Linked DNA regions of Oryctolagus cuniculus: region 1 is linked to region 2. A link is a contact called in public Hi-C data. All regions are on one chromosome and are shown on one strand. The core of a region is the stretch at or near the end of the contact, and the rest is flanking DNA. Distances in the headings are between cores, read along the strand shown. Region 1 has its middle 230 kb from the start of KCNQ5. Region 2 holds the start of KCNQ5 (potassium voltage-gated channel subfamily Q member 5).

Region 1 (5,897 bases), core at 2,080-4,579, 230 kb before region 2:
CCATATGTAAGCCTGTGGGTTTCCTAGGGCTGCCACAATTTACCAGGTCGTTGGTGGCTTAAAGCAACAAGCATTTTACTTTTACAGTTCTGGGGGCCAGAGGTCTGCGCCTAGCGTGTACAGAGTCGCTCTCCCTCCAGGGGCTGCAGGGAGAACCCTCACTACCCGTTCTCAGCTGCTGGTGCTCTTGGCTTTCCTCGGCTCCTGGTAGCACAACCCCAGCCGCGGCTCACATGCCCGTGATGATTTCAATCCAGTGCGAGTGTGGTTCCCTGTGGGGGCATCAAGGGGATGGTAGGGACCAGTGGGCGGTCAGTGTGGGTGTGGCCCTTGGGAGGACTGATCTGGTTCTTGCGGGATCCTTGTTGGTTCTAATGAGTTGGTGGTTGCAAAAGAGGAAGCCTGGACCCGGAATCAAGTGCTGGCTTCCCGTCTTCCCCTGGGGTCTCTCATCCTGGGAACTGTCCCTCTCCATGCCTCCTGGTCTGGATGCTCTGCACAGCAATGTGATGCAGCCAGTGCCATGCACTTTGGACTTGCAGCTTCGAAAGCTTTGAACAAGATAAACCTCTTTTCTTTATAAAGTGCACAGCCTCAAGTATTTCATTACAGAAATAGAACAGAAAATGAACTAGTAGGACACCTTCCTTTCCTGTGTCCCTCTCTCTCCTCCATCCCTTATGTGAACATTTGTCATTAGGTGTAGGCAGGGCTCATATTGTCAAGATGAGCTTAAGATCTTTTCCTTGATTATGTCTGCAAAGATTCTTCTTCCAGGAGAAAATGTTTGCAAGCGAGGCAATGTGACAAGGGATTCATAAAGAGACTATGTGAGGAAATTTTTTTAAAAGCCCAATAACAATAAAACAAAACCACAAATAATTGAAAAACAGGCAGTATATCTAAACACACGTTGTTCCAAGGAAGACATCCAAATGGCAAACAGGTACATGGAAGAAATGCATGCTACCACTAAGCATCAGGGAAATGCAAATAAAAACCACAGTGAGATGTCAGCTCACTCCAGTAAGTGGCTGTTATCAAAGAATGGCATCCAGTCACAAAACACAGCATAACACAAGGCGAAATTCATCTGAAATGACCTAGATGGAACTGAAGGTTCTTCTCTTCAGTGACAAAAAGCTGGGCACCAAACAACAGTATCACATGATCTCACTCGTGTAAAGTCTGAAAACGGTGATCTCATAGAAGCTAAAAGTACACTGATCATTTCCAGAGGACTGAGAAGGTACACATGGGGGACATGGTGTAAAGTAGGTCAAGGGGACACTGAGTTATAGTTAGATGGGAGTAAGAAGTTCTGGGGTTCTATTTCATAATAGAATGACAGCACATAATGATGACATAATGTGTTTTTCCAAAAAAAACTGGAAGAGTGAATACTTTAGATATAAGGAAATGATAATGTTTGAGTAGACACATGTGTATCCAGCTTATGTAGAACCTCATAAATACAGACAACTTTTAGATGTCAGGTATGTTTTTAAAGATTTATTTTATTTATTTGAAAGACAGAGCTACAGAGAAAGGTAGAGAGACAGAGAGAGGTCTTCCATCTGCTGGTTCTCTCCCCAGATGGCTGCAATGGCCAGAGCTGTGCCAATCTAAAGCCAGGATCCAGGTTTCCCACGCAGGTGCAGGGGCCCAAGGACTTGGACCATCGTCCACTGCTTTCCCAGGCCATAGCAGAGAGCTGGATTGGAAGAGGAGCAGCTGGGATTAGAACCGGCGCCTGTATGTGATGCTGGCGCTTCAGGCCAGGGCTTTAACCCACTGTGCCACAACTCTGGCCCCAGATGTTAGCTATTTTTTTTTTAATTTAAAAATAGCATTCTACCTTTTCAGTTTGAAAAAATTCTTCTTCCCACATAAGGTAACATTCTGACCTACCATGTGGGGTTTTATTTTGGTGTGGGGTCTCACTATCATTTGGAGGCAGTTTATTCGCTGGCCTCTCTCATTGTTCTCATCAGTGTCCTGGTTTTTAAGTCAATCTAGACAGAAGCCAGTGTGTCAGGCCAAAGGAACAAGGTGCACCCTACTCTGACTGCAGGTGCTTCTGCAGTGGCTCATTGGTAAAGAAGTCCCTCCCCCAAGCTGGGCTATCTCTCTCTTCTGTAATTCTATGAAATGGCACATAGTAACTTAAGCTCCTGGTAACTTGGGTTTAGTGTGCCTGTATGTCATTAATAACAACCATATTCTAGTTTGCATACAAATGTAACAATGGACAAAATAAACACAAAAATACTCTAGATATTAGTCTTTCAACCATTGTGAATCCTTGGGTCCAGAATCTCATTAGCTATTTGTCATTGGGCAGGAAAAATAGAAATAATACAACTTACCTTGCTTGCAAAGAGGGATGAGTGTGAGTGCTTTGCAATACAAAAAGACCTACAGGACTGCTTTTCTCTCTGGTCCTCCTTCATAGTACATACAGGGCACACATATATGCAGACCTGGAGCTTGGGCCCTTGCTACTCACAGTGTAGTCCTCTGATGTGACCAATAGCATTAGCATGATCTGGGAGCTTGTCAGAAATGCAGACCCAGATGTGCTGCCCCGGAAGGACTCAATCAGAATCTGTCACTCCAGATGACCCCCACATGACTTGGATAGATATTAAAGTTGGAGCCTCCTTGCTGTAAGGAGGTGCATTTTCTTTACCCAAGTGGGCATCTGCTGTATTTTTCTCTCATTGGAGTTCCTTAGGAGCATGTAGGTGTGAGCAGCAATTGGCAAGGGGAGAGAAGAGAAGATCCTCTCTTTGCAATCCCGGACAAGCTGGAGGACTAACTGCAAGGGAAACACCCAATTTGGACATCAGTTGGGTTCAGGTTTGGTGAGTAAGGAGGATTGATGGGGCAGCACTGCCTGGAGAATTGAACAATATTCTGTGATCCTGACTATGGCTACTGAGGATGGTAATTTCACAGGCAACCAAAAGAGCAAGTCTAAGGGAGTGTCAGGAACATGGAATTAAAAAAAAATAGGACGAAAGAGCCCACTGGAGATTCCTTTGATTCTTTTTCCCACTCCCGATCCCTTACAGGAACGTGACAATGATGACATGCATCTCAATAAGGTAAGACCCATGTTGTGCAAGCATTCCTGCTTTGAGGTTCCCAGATGAAAGGTGCTCTTCAAATAAAAAACGATGGCACCTGAGTTGGCATTTGTTCCAGAGAGAGTCTCCCGTGTGGTCTCTCAGTGCTTAAAAGCAGAGGGCACCTGACAGGGCTGCAGGGTTTCACTTGGTCCCATGGTGAGCTGGCAAGCTCTCTGTCTGGGCCCTGGTTGCCAAGGAAACTGCTGCAGGAGAGATTGGGGCTGTCTGGTTTGCTGGTTGATTGGTGGAGCTGAGAGCATAATTTCACATGAAAGACATGTATTTTCAGTGAGCAGGACAAAAGCGGATGATGGATCACACCCATTGTCTCCCACAGCAGAGCCCATGTGAATGGCAACTCTTAGCAATGAAGGAAGTAGCCTTCTCAAGAACAAAACAGAGGACTTAGAAAGCTGAAGCCCAAACTTTTGAGCCACGTGGGGAACCATTGTCTTCGCCAGGCACAGAAGTCTTACCTTTCCTTTGGCAGACAAGTCTGAGAAAGCAATAACCAGGTCAGCCTCTGACAGTATTCCTGCCTTGTCTTGGATGCCCTCAGTTAGGGCTACAGAGAAAGGCTTTTGTACCATCTTCCCCTCAAGGTGAGGAAACAGGGTGAAGCCATTTCTTCATCTTGTTTATTGTACAACCATGAACTTTCTTGACCCTCCTCTCCACCAAGTAGAATGAGTTCTTTACCTTTGCTTCCTTAGTATAGTATTCAAACTTCAGTGATCTTCTTCTGCTATAATTATTTTGGGAATGTTGTTTTGCCATTCAAACACCTTCCTGTGATCGAAGATCATGTTTATCTCTCTATTGCAAGTGTCCAGCACAGTGTCTGACACGGCAGATCCTCAATAACTATGTGGTTGTCCTGCCTTGGTGAAAAGTAATAGAAGGTGAAACAGACACAGCCAAAGAGTGGGATTTTCAGAAAGGTTAGTACAACAAAAGCCAATTATCAACACATTAAAGCCTCACTAGTTGCCAGGAGTTTATATGGTTATTGCATCTAGTTTTCATATTCCTTCCAACCCTATAAGAGAGGTAGTACTGCCAGCCCTTATAGAAAAAGGAACTGAATCCCAGTAAGTGGCTTAGACATCAAAATAGCTAGTTGCTGTGCCACTATCTGCAGCCAGTTCTATCCGATGCAAAGCAGTGACCCTAGCCATTGTGCCAGATGACATCTGGGCCATGAGACAGGTCCTGCAGAGCCTCACTTACTGGCACAGGCCTCTTGTGAGAGGTGAGGGGGCATAGATACCAGGGTGGGGGGGATCCAGCTGGGTCCTGATGATGTGTGCGTAATGACAGCAGCGCAAGCACATGGACAGGATACCTTAGGGGTCAAATCCAAGCTCCGCCAATCACTAACTGCATGGCCCTTTGGCGTGTAACTTAAACACTGTGTTTTTCAGATCCCTCATCCCCAAATTGGGATAAATAATGCCCCTTACCTAAAAGAATTAAGCTGGCAATACATGCAAATGTGCTTAGAACTGTTCTCAAAACATCATCCATTCTCAATGAATTATTTTTAATGCCATCGTGCTAATGGGAGCATTTTTTTCCTAAAAAGTGATTTTAAAAATTTAAAGAGCTGTTCAAATTTAATCATCATTTGAGGGGCCGGTGCTGTGGCGCAGTGGGTTAACGCCCTGGCCTGCGGTGCGGTGCCAGCATCCCATATGGGCGCCAGTTCAAGACCCGGCTGCTCCACTTCCAATCCAGCTCTCTGCTGTGGCCTGAGAAAGCAGTGGAAGATGGCCCAAGTCGTTGGGCCCCTGCACCCACTGTGGCCAACTGGGGAGTGAACTAGTGGATGGAAGACCTCTCTCTCTCTCTCTCTCTCTCTGCCTCTCCTCTCTCTATGTAACTCTGACTTTCAAATAAATAAATAATCTTAAAAAAAAAAAAAAAAACAACAAATTTAATCATCATTTGAGTATCACTTCAAAATGACCCCTTGTTTAGCTTAGAGAGATAAAAAGTTGTTGATTAAGAGAAGAAGAAGGGTTCCGTCTGGTCAGTATTCTCGTCACTATCTACCAGAGTAGTTACTGTGCTATTTGCATAAGTCATTTGACGTCTTTTCCACATCTGTGCAAGAAGGTAGTAAAAGTGCAGGGTAATTTGTGGAAGTGCTTTGGAAACTGGAATGTACGACAGAGGCTCTTTTTCCCTGGTTAACAGCTAGCATTCACAAACAAAAATTTCAGGTCCCTCCCCCACCCCATTTTCAATGAAGACAGATTGGAATACCTTTGGGTCTTTCCTTTCTACCACCCTCACTTGCTTCTCAGGGGCCAAGAGAGGAGAGAGACCTGTATTCTGTCCATGAAACTTATGTTTAAAAAACAGCTGTTTGGCTGGCACCGCGGCTCAATAGGCTAATCCTCCACCTGGCAGTGCCGGCACACCGGGTTCTAGTCCCGGTCAGGGCGCCGGATTCTTTCCCAGTTGCCCCTGTTCCAGGCCAGCTCTCTGCTGTGGCCCAGAAAGACAGTGGAGGATGGCCCAAGTGCTTGGGCCCTGCACCTGCATGGGAGACCAGGAGAAGCACCTGGCTCCTGCCTTCGGATCAGCGCGGTGCGACGGCCGCAGCGCGCCGGCCGCGGCGGCCATTGGAGGGTGAACCAACGGCAAAGGAAGACCTTTCTCTCTGTCTCTCTCTCTCACTGTCCACTCTGCCTGTCAAAAAAAAAAAAAAAAAAACCAAAAAAAAAAAAAACACCAGCTGTTTAAGGACACAGTTTG
Region 2 (5,577 bases), core at 1,463-3,962:
TCCTCTTAATGTACCCTGGGAGGCAGCAGGTGATGGTTCAGGTTGCTGGGACCCTGCCACTCATGTGGGAGCCCTGTACTGAGTTCAGTGGGAGGGTTCTCTCTCTCTTTTTCTCTGCCTCTCCCACTCCTTCCCTTTCAAATAAATTCATTAAAAATTTTGAAAAGAGGGGCAGGTGCTGCGGCATAGCAAGTTAAGCTGCCATCTGAAGTGCCAGCATCCCATATGGGTTCTGATTCAAGTCCTGACTGCTCAGCTTCCAATCCAGCTCCCTGATAATGAATGGCCTAGGAAAGCAGGGGAAGATGACCCAAGTTCTAAGGCCCTTGAACTCACATGGGAGACTCGGTTTTGGCCACCTGGAGAGAGAGAACCAGTGGATGGAAGATTGATCTCTCTCTCCCTGTCTCTTTTCTCTCTCTCCCTCTGTAACTCTTTCAAATAAATAAATATATCTTAAACATTTTTTGAAAGAAAATCATAATTTTTTTGAAAAAGGTCCCTCTCAGCTCTAAACCTACCAATCATTGGATCTGATGTCTTAAAAAATGTAATGATATTTGCTTAACTGACATAGCTGTTTCACTACATTATTGCTGCACCCCCAGGAAAGCATTACTTGAAAATCAAGCAGCTGGCTCTCTTCCCAGGGAAACGTGTCCTTGCGCCCTGCCTTCCTGAAACTTCCTGCCTGCACTGGGACCCAAAGGCGCGGTGAAGCTGAAGCGACCTGACCTACCCCAGCTGTAGTAGAAGTCTGCTACAAAAACAGTTCGGGTAAGAGGAAGTGGTTTTCGTTTTACTGCCTGCGAAACAGCCAAGATTTTCGTTTAAAGCGCGCACACAAGTCATTTTAAGTTTCCAGATCTTTCACTCTGAAAGTCCCTGCACAGAAATTCCGTGGGGAGTCTAAATATAGCAGCAGCAAACTCCCCCCCCCCCCCGCCTTCAGTGGGGGTCCCCGCCGCAGCTCTGGGATTGGAGAGCTTGCTCAAGGGTGCTCTCTGCAGCTGCCTCGAATAGAAGGGCACGGAGCAATCTCTCTCGCACCTCCACAGTGCGTGGGTGTGAAGTGTATTAGGGGAAAGCGAGAGTGACTCTGGGTGTTGGTGCTTGGCTCACAGTCACGTGGCACCGCCGCCAGCTGCACCGAGCTCAGAGCTGGTGCTTGCTGCCCAGAGGCTTGGGGGAAAGCAAGGTCTTGCTGGCGACCAGGAGCACGGGAGAGGGCTTCGCGCAAACAATAGCGACAACAATGAAAAGTAAAAGTACAGTATTTCAATTCAGCTATTGCGGGACCCAGAAAGCAGCTGCGGCGGGTGTGTGTGTGGGTAGAAGCGGGAATTGGTAGAGTGTTTATCTCAGAGGGGTGGAGACAGCCGAAATAAGACTTTTGCCTTAGTATTACTTTAGGATTAGGGAAGGAGAAAGGCACGCGGAATAATACACCTTGCAAGCTTAGTTCAGTCTAAGTGGAGATTGCTTTCTCTCTCATTTGGGAGCAAAGCCACTCTGCTGGAGGAAGTTCCCCCAAGCGGTGTGTGATGTTTAACCGCTTAGGCGTTATCCCACACACGGAAGGCCAGTGGCCCCGTGGCTTCCCTCCCGACCAAAGGCGCAGGCTCTGGGGCGCCTGGCTGCCTGAGGCGGCGGGAACCCCAGCCGGAGGTTCCTCGCAGCACGTTTCTCACCCAGTAAGTTAGAGCAGCGCGCAGGGGCGGGGTGGGAACCGGAGAAGCCTTGTCCTGGGGCTCCTCACCCTCCAGGATTCCTCTCCCAGGCACTGGGGCCGCCGCCGCCACCGCCACCGCGACTTAGCAGTTTTATGACTTTCTCGGACTTAAATGGAAATTTCTTTACGGAGGGAACTGGGTTTGGTCTCCAAGGCTCGGCTGTCAGGCGGAGCCCCGGGGGCAGCTCGCTCACCGCAAAGGAGCCACTTCGGAGTTTGACGCCCTCCCCACACCCCACCCCCGTGCCGCGAAGGATGTCCAGTTAGCCGCGGGCTTGCGTTCTGAGGCTGGCATGGAAAGTCACAGCCCGCAGGCTGGACTGAGCCGCGGGAAGATGCCCAGTGCCTGCCTCGCGGGCTCAGCAGACGCGTCCCTCGGCCCTGCCCACTGAGCTGCCGAGGACTGGCTGGCTGCGCCCAGAGCGTCGCCCCTCGCGCCCCTTCCGGCCGGCCGAGCTGCTACCTGGAGGGCAGGGCAGGGCTGGGCAGTGCCCGCTCGCACCCTTTGCGGGAGGATGGCAGGACCTGGCGCGGCGTAGCGGCTGGAGAGCGCAGCGACCTGCGTCTCCCGTTTCTCCTCGGGGCACCTGGCCGACTTAACCTTCCGGACAGCTAGCTCCAAAGCCCCCGGGAGAAGCAACCCGCACTCGCACCGCGGAGAGGGGAGCAGACACAGGCTGGGCGTGGAGAGTGGAAAGAGCGGAGAAACGGAGAGCCTGGGGCTGGGCGTGCGCGCGTGGGAGCGCGCCGCCTCAGAGCGCCCCGCACTCCCCCGCTCCAGCCCTGGGGGCACTTGGGCAAGGAGGCAGTGGTAGCCGCGGGAATACGAGGGCGCGAGAGAAACCCTCTCCCGGCGACGCCCCCAACAGGTCCGGACTCCGAACTCCGAAGCTACAAGCTGCAAGCAATTGAGACTCGTCGGCCTCCTCCGCACGCCCCTGAGCCCCCGCCCCGAAGCCCGGGGGCTGTGCTGGCTGCCGGCTTCCCGCCCCCTCCCCGGCGGAAGGTCGCTGGCCGGCGGGCGCCCCGTCGGCTGCCGCCGCACATGAGGCCGCTGCCCCCGACGCAGGCGCTGGCGCCCCCCTCGCGGTGCCCGTGGTGATGCCATGCCCCGCCACCACGCGGGAGGAGAGGAGGGCGGCGCCGCCGGGCTCTGGGTGAAGAGCGGCGCGGCGGCGGCGGCGGCGGCGGGCGGGGGGCGCCTGGGCAGCGGCATGAAGGATGTGGAGTCGGGCCGCGGCAGGGTGCTGCTGAACTCGGCGGCCGCCAGGGGCGACGGCCTGCTGCTGCTGGGCACCCGCGCGGCCGCGCTCGGCGGCGGCAGCGGCGGCCTGAGGGAGAGCCGCCGGGGCAAGCAGGGGGCCCGGATGAGCCTGCTGGGGAAGCCGCTCTCCTACACGAGTAGCCAGAGCTGCCGGCGCAACGTCAAGTACCGGCGGGTGCAGAACTATTTGTACAACGTGCTGGAGAGACCCCGCGGCTGGGCGTTCGTCTACCACGCGTTCGTGTGAGTACCCGCGCCCCCCGCGCGCCCCTCGCCACGCCCGCTCCTGAAGCCCCTTGAGCTGGGTGCCCTGGAACGTGCTTGGCATCTGCGCCTTGGCCCGTCGCGCGCATAAGCGCGCGCGTACACACACACACACTCACGCGCGCACACGTGGGGGTTTTATTTCATTGCACGTGTTAGTGGGCTTTCTCCTGGAGCCATGCACCTCCCCATCCCCACCTGTCCCACAGCCGCAGCTTTGCACCCGTCTCCCTGAGGACACCCAATGAATTGCCTGGTAGTAGCTTCAGGCACCTGGGGCGGGAGAACCCGGCAGACTTAAGCTACGCGGATAATGGGGAGCAATTAGGTCCTGAGATACGTAAACTTCAACCGAGCGGGGCGCCCGGGAGCTGGGAAATGCAAAGGGAGGATTTGCGCCCTTTGAGGCTCGAGAGTAGACAGGGGAGGTGCTGGCAGGTTGGGACAGGGTGGAGAGAGGAGACACCGAGGGCTGGGTCCTCGGTGCTGGGGGCGGAGCAGGGGAAGCTGCTACTTGGTGGAGACAGCGGCTGGGTTTTAAGTGCGTCCGGAAGCATGCCTCGCCACCACCCCAGCCACCACTAACGGAAAATCTGTCAGTGCGTGGAGCCCTTCCTGCCACAGAGAAAGTGGCCAAGGTCTCCAAGAGCCGAGCGGGCTGGGCGAAGCCGTGCTCCCTCGCTGCGGCCGCAGCCCGTGGGGCGCAGGAGCTCGGGCCGAGGTGCACCCGCTGAAGCGCAAATGGGCTGTCTCGGACAGGGATCAGGCAGTGGGTTAAGTCGGCGTTTGTGGCGTGGAGTCAAAGTGTGCGTGTGTGTGTTAAGTCAGCCCTCGCCATCTAGCAGAGAATGCTTAATGAGAAAATGATTGGAAGCAAATGTTTATTTTCCCCTTAGGCATTTAAAACCTTTCAGTGGCTTTAAAGTTTACTACTGTTTTTCCCACAATGTCCATTCATTTAATCTCCCGTTAGAGTGAGGTTGATCTGGACATTTTAAGGCTGTTTTTATGCTGCTACGCCCCCAACTCTTTTCATTTTTTTTTCTTTCCCTTTCTCCTTTTTTCTTTTTCTCTTTTTAGTTCCCTCCCCCCAAACCCCCACCCTGTCTGGCTTCTTAATGTTAAAGTGAAATGTAAAGACTTAGGTCTTAGGAGACCCATGGAGAAAGTTCAGGCAGTCACTGATGCGTTCCTTGTTTCGTAGTAAAATATGTTTTGAAATATGTTTTGAACACACGAACTAGATTTCTTTTAGAAATGAGGCGGGTCATCCACACATATCTCTCAGCCCGGATAAAGGGTTGGCGTCAACGCGGAGTCATTTCTTTTTTTAAGACAACATAAAAGAAGGGGCTGGTTTTGTAAATAGGTGAACCTGGAATTTGACCACGTAGGAGTCAGGAAATTGGTGAAGTCTACAATCTGTGGGGTTCTGGTGTCTGGAAAATTTTACAGTCCCAGATTGTGTGGTGTGAGGTAGAATATTCCAGTCAACTCTCTGCTTCACAGTGTACACAAAGACGATATCCTGTTGTGTCATTATTGCTTCAAAAGACACAACTTTCTGTTATTCACTGATTGCAAGAGCCTCATTGATTTGGATGTGATTACCGTCATGCGTGATAGACACAGAGAAACACTACTGTTGTTTCCCATGTTCATCTCGTTGGGTTGATCTGTAATTAATCCTATTACTTAATGAGCCTAGTGAATTATTTTGACCTGTCAGAATATCCTAAAACATTTAGCAAAGTGAATGCTCAATCTGGCAGGAAATATATACTGCATGGGTAGTGACTGTTTCTACCAGAGTATGCCCAGAATAGTCATGACTTGGAATTTTCAATATGATGCCATTTATAGGCTTTCTTTTTTTTTTTTTTTGGGTAATTTATGCATTTTGTATTCAGGAAAGGTTAGAGACAACTTTGATTGGTGGACATACTTTGTATTTCCTGTGTTGTTCTTGAACAGCAATGAGAACCTCCTGCAATGCAACATTTTCTTTTGAGTGTTTTTGGTGTTTAACAGATTTTCGTGGCCTTACAGGATTTTTAAATATTAATAAATGTTTTCTCAAATGGCTCAAGTTTGGATACACTTCTGTTTCCCTGGCTTTATTGGTCTAGCAGTGTCTTTGGTGGTAGATAGGAGATAGCTTATGGACTTGTCAATATGTTGTAAGTAATGTGAAGTTGTGCATTACACACTTCAAGAGTCTGAAACCATAGTATCTGAGCAACAGATGTGGGTAGCAGACCCATAGCAGCACAAAGAAGGAAGTGCTGGTAGCGTCTTCAGGGAGCATTGTGTGCCA

The links. Hi-C and Micro-C count contacts between places; a contact is called where the count stands out from the background.
Region 1: a contact with region 2 is called in a Hi-C map of embryonic fibroblasts, with 6 times the contacts expected there. The contact joins the enhancer-like site here to the promoter of KCNQ5 in region 2. A contact is called at or near these places in 2 of 6 Hi-C or Micro-C datasets (embryonic fibroblasts and skin fibroblasts).

What each region holds. Positions count from the first base shown.
Region 1 is chr5:100,196,958-100,202,854 of mOryCun1.1, reverse strand. No RefSeq gene overlaps it. Among named protein-coding and RNA genes, the nearest start is that of KCNQ5, 230 kb to the right of the region's middle. Within about 2 kb of position 3,329, at least 1 of the 8 cell types and tissues checked has an H3K27ac peak or open chromatin away from gene starts, as enhancers often do.
Region 2 is chr5:99,971,207-99,976,783 of mOryCun1.1, reverse strand. KCNQ5 (potassium voltage-gated channel subfamily Q member 5) reads left to right here and starts at 2,712. Exons shown (of 13, transcript XM_051854552.2): 1 at 2,712-3,239. The coding sequence starts at 2,839.